Linked DNA regions of Macaca mulatta: region 2 is linked to region 1. Evidence: chromatin contacts called from public Hi-C data. All regions are on one chromosome and are shown on one strand. Each heading gives the region's core, a stretch centred on a gene start, on an enhancer-like site or on the middle of the called end of the contact. The rest is flanking DNA. Distances are from core to core; before and after follow the strand shown. Region 1 holds the start of LYPLA2 (lysophospholipase 2). Region 2 holds the start of RPL11 (ribosomal protein L11).

Region 1 (3,923 bases), core at 145-2,644:
TTCACTCAGCCACAGCCTCTTTATTTCAGTTGGATCATTTTTTGGAGTTAAAAGAAGGGCTATGTTTAAATTTGGAGTAGGGGGAAAAATAAGGTTAGAAATCTTAGAGCAGATGAGCCCTTCACTAATTCCACTAATTAAAGCATTAATCACAGCTCCTGGGACTGAACCTCTGAATTTGAAGCTTCACTGAAGAATTTGTTGTAAGTGTCATGGTGTCTCAGGTGATTGAGGTTGCAGGAGGAACTGTTCATTCTTCCGTAAGTGGGGACATTACCCTCCTTTTTCTTTTGACATTCAGTCCCGAGTCCTTGGCTTGTGGTGGTCCCCTAGGCCCAAAGTTTTCTGCCCTGAATCCTGGTATTGTAGGCTCCCTGACCTGTTGAGTACTTAGGACCAAATTGCCTCTGGGCCTGGGGGAAGTGCTTCGTTGAGCTTTCAACTTTGTACTGTTTTCTTTCTGTTCAAAGAAAACACTAGTATAGGTTAAGCTGGCAGAGTGAGTCCTAAGTGACTGAGGGGCAAGTGTGACTCATTTCCTATTTGCAGATCCCCACACATTCTCAGGGACATGCTGCTTCAACTCAGTTTGCCTCCCTTCTGACTTTTATGTGGTCCCTGATACCTATTTCCACTTCAGCTTGAAGGCAGCGTTTTGTGCACTGTCTGCATGACATTGCTTGTGAAGGGCAGCGCTAACACTGCCAGTGCTTGTCCAGCTCTTCTGATACGGCTTTTGTATTTTTCCTAGGTCCTTTTTTGCGTGATTAACGCATCATGCTGTGATTTTACTGTATAAAGCATGTTCACACAACCTCATTTAAACCTACCAACAAAGCCGTGAAGGAGGCAAGGTGGTTATTTTATATCTCAGGAAGCAGATCCAGAGAGGCAGAATTTCAATGGAATCCCGAGGTCGCTGTTTACTTGCTTCCTTGAACCTCAGTTTCCCCATCTTTAAGGCTGGAGAACTAGATCTGTAAGCTCTGTTCGGTTCGGAGTGTGTCATTGCATTCATGATCCTGGAATAGGGCATGAAAGCCAGTGGCAGACACCCGAGACCTTAAGAAGTGTGTCCCATAGGGATGGCAAGGTGGTAAAGTTTATGCGAACAATAGTGTGAGGGATGCCTCTCCTTCCGGTCAGCCCTCCTCCAGGAGGCGCATGGGTGGTGGTAGCAAGTGGGAGTCTTGGGTGCCCTTTCTCGATTCTACAAGGTGGGAGCGGGAGAGAACCCAGCGACTGCACGACTGAATGACAGGGAGTGGCCCCACTGCCTCCAACATGGCAGCCTCTATCCAGCGAAGCCGGGTCCCCGCTTCCGGGTTCCGTACTGCCGGCCAGGCTACTTCCGGCAGCGCGATGGCTGGGTTCCCGGGACTCGAACGGAAGTTCCGGCGGGGGCGGCCGAGGGGGAAGAGTGTGTGTCTGCGGGAGAAAGAGGAGAATTGCCCAAGCGGCCTCGGAAGCCCCAGGGAGTGGAGGTAGCCAGCCGGCGGCTGCAGAGGAAGGGCATATGGGGGAGGTCGGCCTTGGGAGGGTCCCGGAGAGCGGGGAGGGGGACCGCGATAGGGGAGGATGGGGGTGGGGAGTGAGGTGCGAAGGCGCTGTCCAGTCTTGGGGACTTCGGGAGTGGAGTAGGGCTAGGCAAGGGGGTGTCTGGGTATAATGGGACAGACTTCGGGGTCGAAAGTAGAAGAGCCCATTGTGGGGCGGGGGCTTCCCCAGAGTCAAAGGTGCAAAGCCCCATTGTGGGCAGGTGCGAGTCCCGGGTCGGGTTAGAAAATGTTACTGGGGAGGGTGACCCTTGGTCAGAACAGAAGTTCCCATTGTGGAGAGCAGGAGATCCTGGGTCAGGGTGGAAGTTCTCAAGGTGTAGAAGGAGACAGATTGGGCCCCAAGGAGGGAGCCTGGGCGGGAGGTGCAAGTCCCCACGGTGGAGAAGGAAGGGAATCGCAGCTCAGGGCGGGAGGTGCGTTCCCCAGTGGGAAGAGGAGCCCCGGGTCACAGGTGAATGATCCCATTGTGGGGAGCTGCCCTCAGGGGCCAGAGATGGAAGGTGAGGCCAGTTGGGAGGGGTGGGCAGGCACTTGGAGGCAGGTAGTGGAAGCTTCCGGCGAGTTTGGAGGACGCCGGCGAGTTTGGAGGATGGGGAGGGGCCAGCCAGCCTGACATTCTTTTGTGTGTTTGGGAGTCCCAGAGCGTGGTCAAGCCGGGGCTCGTTTGCAGTCAGTGGCAGCAGCAGCAGGTAGCTCCGTTTAGGGGGGCGTGGAGCACCAGTTTGGGGTTGGGTGGAGTTCTTAACGCTATCTGGGGACATGGGCAGCCCCCTGGGGGTCTGGGAATGGATGGGCCAGAAACTGCTGTGAAGGCTGGATGCGGGCTGGGTCAGGGGAGGTTGAGATGGGGGTTGGAGGCGGCACTGAGTAGGGGATGGAAGCTCCTTTCCCTGGCATTTTTCTCTGTATTTCCCATAGGGCCGGGAGCTGGGGAGGCAGGGACCCAGGGATGATTGGAGAGGAGGGGGAAAGCACTGACCCCTGAGGAGTTAGAGGGGGAATGAAGCAGGCGTGCCGCTGCCTCCCCTCTGCCCCCTGCCCTACAGTCCCTGTGCCCTGCCTCTGCCTGTCTCCAGCAAGCTCAGATCCTGTGGTTGGGCCAGAACCAGAGACACATGTTCTGGGCCACTAGGGTGGCTGCCTTTGCCTTTCAACCCTGGAACTGAGGCAGACTTCCTTCCCCTGTGCCCTGGGACTTCTTGCCTATTTGTGCCCAAGACAGAACCTGGGTGCTGTGTGGGGCTGATGGCCTGGTGGCCTCTTGGGCCAGGAGTGTGTCCTGTGTCTGGTTTTGCTCTTGACCGCCACCCCTAATGTGTGCAGGCCCCCGCCGTGGAGCCGTGTGGTGTATGTGTGGTAACACCATGTCTGTGCCCCTGCTCACCGATGCTGCCACCGTGTCTGGAGCTGAGCGGGAAACGGCCGCGGTAAGGGTCCCCTTTCACGCACGGCCAGACACTGTGGGAGCAGCTGGAGGACCAGCTGGAGGGGGTGTGGGAAAAATGGAGGTGGCAATGATGAGCAGGGAGTATCCTGAGGCCAGGAAGCTCAGAGTAGTAACCTGTTTGCTACCTGGGTTCCTCCAGATCCTTGGGGGTGGGGGAGGGGTGGGCAGAAGTTGGAGAACCTAGAGGGAACCTTCCTGTCTCCCCATTTCCATCCTTTTCCAGGTTATTTTTTTACATGGACTTGGAGACACAGGGTAAGTGACTGAGGAGGGGTGCTTCTTAAGGAGGGGCCTGGGCCCAGCAGCGGACTGGAGAGGCCTGTACGTCCGTCCCCTTCTCTTTCTACCACATCAGAGCCTTTTCTCCCGTCCCTCCTACAGGCACAGCTGGGCTGACGCCCTCTCCACCATCCGACTCCCTCACGTCAAGTACATCTGTCCCCATGCGTGAGTGTCACCCCAGCAAGGGAGGGGCTGAGGCTGGGGATCATCTGGGGATGGTCCTGGCATCCCAGGCCTGTTCTCTCCTGTCAGCTGCATCCTGGGGCTTGGGCTCAGGGCAGTCAGAAGTGGCATTTTCAGCCTTAGCTCCTGTGGAGCCCCCAGGAGTGGGGTCCAGCACCAACCCCCAGCTCTAGGGCCTCCTAGACCTGAGCTCTCCTAGAACCCACACCTCCCTTTGCCCCTTCCCCAAGTACTCACTGACTAGCTGGGACCCCGGCACACCAAGCGCTGGGCTCTGCTTCTCCATCGCTGGTGCTTTGCTCCAACCACAGCCTCCAGCCCCACGTGGCAGGTTGCCTGGCAACACCTTAAACACAGGCCCTGCCTGCTGGGAGGGCCCCCAGGGGCGGCGCGGCCCCACTCTGGGCTGTGGGCTGTGGCCTCGTCATTCCTCCTGAGCATGCTGGGCCCTC
Region 2 (4,390 bases), core at 88-2,587, 98 kb before region 1:
CCTCAGCCTCCCGTAGCTGGGATTACGGGCATGCACCACCAGGCCCGGTTAATTTTTGTATTTTCAGTAGAAACGGGGTTTCACCCTGTTGGCCAGGCTGGTCTCGAACTCCTGACCTTAAGTGATCCACCCACCCCGGCTTCCCAAAGCGCTGGGATTACAGGTGTGAGCCACAGCGGCTGGCCTGGTGGCGGGTGGGGTGGGGGCCGGTGGTCGCTGTTGCTTCACAGCTGATCCAGGTTTTCCGGTGATGCTCCTCTGCTGCTTAGTTGCCCTGAACACATTACTTTTTCACGGTATTAATGGCATAGCATATATTTTGCTGTGAAGTACTCATATGTGAATAAGCATAAGAAAGTATTGCTTATCAGTAGCATATACATTTACAGTCTGGAACAATGGTTAGGCCAACCAACCAGAGACTGTCCACAAGGGTGGCTGAGATAGTGACACCTTTGGTTTCTGATGGTTCAATGTATACAAACTTTGTTTCATGAACAAACTTACTTAAAATATTGTATAAAATTACCTTCACACTATGTGTATAAGGTGTATATGGAACATAAGTTAATTTCATGTTCAGACTTGGGTCCCATCTCCAAGATATCTCATTATGTTTATGCAAATATTCCAAAATCCGGAAAAATCCCAAATCCAAAAACCATCTGGTCCCAGGCTTTTCAGGTTAGGAATACTCACCCTGTAGTAACTTGCCCAAGGTCACATAGCTACTAACTGATCGAGACAGGACCACATCTGCCTGTCTTCAAGCTCGGGACTCTTGAGCTACCACACCATTCCGTTTGTATAAATTCTATTTGTGCCCGGCGTGGTGGCTCACTCCTGTAATCCCAGCACTTTAGGAGGCCAAGGCAGGTGGATCATTTGAGGTCAGGAGTTCGAGACCAGCCCGACCAACATGGTGAAACCCCATCTCTACTAAAAGTACAAAAAAAATAGACAGATATGGTGGTGCGCGCCTATAATCCCAGCTACAGAATAAATTTGCGTCATAATTTGCATGATTGATTTAATGTAGTTTTGGCGGTCTCATCACACAAGCACCACCAGCACCTGACACTGGGAGGAGAGAACGTCTTCAAGGTCCGGAAACTCAAGGTCGTGCTGATTCTAGGAGCTTTCAAAAACTATTTTTGGAAAACCCAAATCCCGGTCTTCAGCCAGCGTTGCTTGCAGTTGCTAGCCCTACCCACAAGGGGGAAGCCGACGCTGCACTGCGCAGCCAAATGCGCCTCTCTTCCTCTTCTTGATCTCTGTGGTTAGCCTGGGAAAAAAGCCCGCCTCCTGGCCCATAAGGCCCTGGGCCGGAAGCTCCGTTTTCTTTTCCTGCACCCCATCATGGCGGTGAGTAGCTGGGATCTGGATTTGCTTTTCTTTATCCGTCGCCATCCATGGCAGGCCGAGCTTGCGGGGGCTACCTCGCCTGCAGCCCGAGGAGTATGGACCCCTCAATGCTTGCCGGCCCAAAACTGGCAGAGCCGTTCGAGCCAAGGACGCAGGGTTGAATTCTGTCACTTTCCCTGCCATCATTTTAGGAGCGGCTCCGGGCAGTTGCCGGGAGAGCTCAGAAGCACTGTCAGGAGGCTGCAGCTAGGGCAGATGGGGTGAATGGAGGGTTCTGAGGCAAGGGTCCGCGCCTTTTCCTGGTTCCGGGGACTTGAGACTTGCTGAGTGCTAGGAAACCTTAGCCGGGTGCTCGGCTTAGGGAAGGTGCCAGCCTTTAGACAGCTTCCGAGTGGGATGCTGAACGTCGCATAACCACGTGTTTCCTGTTAGCAGTTAAGTTCTATTCCGTCGCTTACTCCCCTTAGTTTCCCTTACAGTGGGGGCGCTCTTTGTTATCCTGAGCCTCTTAGAGTTCGATCTCAGTGTCCGTAACCTTTAACACTCAATACCTGTCCTGAGTTTTCTCTTCACCTGTTCCGTTCGTGGAGGAAGAATAGGTCCCGAGCTGACTTCGTTCCTTGATGCCTCCCAAACACGGTGATACCTTCTTCGTTACGATTTGGGATGAGCAGAAATAAAAATGCTGTGCAGATAGAAAGTAGTAAAAACTCAGGGCTCTCAGCTGTGAGTGTATTGACTGCTGCTCTTCCCCATTGCAGCAGGATCAAGGTGAAAAGGAGAACCCCATGCGGGAACTTCGCATCCGCAAGCTCTGTCTCAACATCTGTGTTGGGGAGAGTGGAGACAGACTGACCCGAGCTGCCAAGGTTTTGGAGCAGCTCACAGGGCAGACCCCTGTGTTTTCCAAAGGTGAGTAGTGACAAATGACAGGGCTACCCACTTGGGTCGCCTGTTTGTTTAATTTACCTGCTGTCGAGTCTGTTTAGAAAGTGACAGTCGGCATCACTTAAAGCGTTAAATTCATGAGCCGACCAAAAAGTGTCTTTGTTTTCGAGATTGCATGTGGGATTGGAACACTGGATTTTATATGAGCAGATCTTAAGCTAAGGCTAGCCCAAGTAAAGATTTTCCCAAGTAACTAGGATATGAGATAGAGTGGAAATACCAGGAACGAAGTAAAGATCATTAGATCTGATTAGCAGTTAGGGTTATATAGGCTGCCTTAAGAACAGGGCTGTACAGGAGCATGAGAGGCTTCAGTGGCCTATGATAGTGCTACTGCACTACAGCCTGGTTGACCCTATCTCAAAAGTTGTATACAGATTGCCTGGGTTTGAGTGATGGCTTCACCACTTGCTGGTCTGACTCTGGGCTCTCTGGACCTCTGCTTTTTTATTTGCATAAAGAGGGTGTAATACTTGATAATTGTGGAAGATAAAATGAGTTGTATATGTGCCGTTGCTTTAGGATGGTGAAATGTGGCAAGTCTTTGGATTCCAATCCTGCTTTTTATTACCAGTTGTGCAAGTTAATAAACCTCTCAAAACCTCACGTATAAAATGTGGACAACAGTATAATAATAAGGTTTTAGCAAGTACTAGATTATTGTCAATAATGCTTTATTTTCTTTGGACCATGATAATCTTACTAGTGACTTCTTTGGCTTATTCTGGTTGTGAACTTGCCCTTCTTGGAACTTTGGCATTATGACTGTTCTTAACTGCTGAAGGATGGCTGGATGTCTGGAAATGGGAAAATCTGCTGTGGATGAAATCTTATTAATAGATGTAGGCGACACTAATTAGAACACCACAACTTAGAGTGTGGATGAATACTTAATGCCTCTTTAAGTCATGGAGATGGTGTTCTGGGAAGGAGGTGAGTGTAGTGGGGGTGTGATGGCATCTGACTCCTTGTTACCCCCTTTCTGCAGCTAGATACACTGTCAGGTCCTTTGGCATCCGGAGAAATGAAAAGATTGCTGTCCACTGCACAGTTCGAGGGGCCAAGGCAGAAGAAATCTTGGAGAAGGGTCTAAAGGTGAGGCTAATCCCCTAATGGAGTGATATTAATGAGCACCCACTTAATAACACAAGTAGATAAGTTACATTTAATGTTCTGTTCTTTGGTGCCTTGACATTTATTATTTAAGTTTCTAAAAGACTTTTTACAATCAGCAGGGTTAAACTATTCTTGGTGGTTTAAGAGATGCTTGAGGCTGGGCACAGTGGCTCTACGCCTATAATCCTAACACTTTGGGAGGCCAAGGAGGATAGATTATTTGTGGCCAGGAGTTCGAGACCATCCTGGCCAATATGGCGAAACACCATCTCTACTAAAAATATAAAAATTAGCCAGACTTGGTCGCGGGCGCCTATAGTCCCAGCTACTCGGGAGGCTGAGGCATGAAAATTGCTTGAACCCGGGAGGTAGAGGTTGCAGTGAGCTGAGATTGTGCCACTGCACTCCAGCGTAGGCCACAGAGTGAAACTCTTGTCCAAAAAAAAAGGATGCTTGGGAGTCATTTCATTCCTCTGCTTTATCTGGGTTTTTCTCTGTTCTTTGGAAGCTGGGAGAGGTCATTTTGGGTAGTTGGGGTGTAGTGAGGAAGTCAGATTGTGTTCCTAGCCAAGTTTTATTGACTTCTGTTTTGTTTTTTTGTTTTTTTGTTTTTTTTTTTTTGAGACGGAGTCTCGCTCTGTCACCCAGGCTGGAGTGCAGTGGCCGGATCTCAGCTCACTGCAAACACCGCCTCCCGGGTTTACGCCATTCTCCTGCCTCAGCCTCCCAAGCTGCTGGGACTATAGGCACCCGCCACCTCGCCCGGCTAGTTTTTTGTATTTTTTAGTAGAGACGGGGTTTCACCGTGTTAGCCAGGATGGTCTCGATCTCCTGACCTCGTGATCCGCCCGTCTCGGCCTCCCAAAGTGCTGGGATTACAGGCTGGAGCCACCGCGCCCGGCCTATTGACTTCTGTTTTTGCTCTGGGGTGCATGTTGCAGACTGAGCTATTAATAGTTAT

The links. A called contact is a pair of places that touch in the nucleus more often than the background predicts.
Region 2: a Hi-C map of fetal cortex germinal zone shows a contact between it and region 1, with 2.4 times the contacts expected there. The contact joins the promoter of RPL11 here to the promoter of LYPLA2 in region 1. A contact is called at or near these places in 2 of 14 Hi-C or Micro-C datasets (fetal cortex germinal zone and liver).

Annotation. Positions count from the first base shown.
Region 1 is chr1:217,207,100-217,211,022 of T2T-MMU8v2.0, reverse strand. LYPLA2 (lysophospholipase 2) reads left to right here and starts at 1,394. Exons shown (of 10, transcript NM_001266699.1): 1 at 1,394-1,484; 2 at 2,883-2,986; 3 at 3,230-3,261; 4 at 3,388-3,453. The coding sequence starts at 2,909. It also overlaps the pseudogene LOC144335247.
Region 2 is chr1:217,304,907-217,309,296 of T2T-MMU8v2.0, reverse strand. It overlaps RPL11 (ribosomal protein L11), which reads left to right and starts at 1,337. Exons shown (of 6, transcript XM_077970052.1): 1 at 1,337-1,365; 2 at 2,130-2,277; 3 at 3,302-3,408. The coding sequence starts at 1,360. It also overlaps the pseudogene LOC144335247.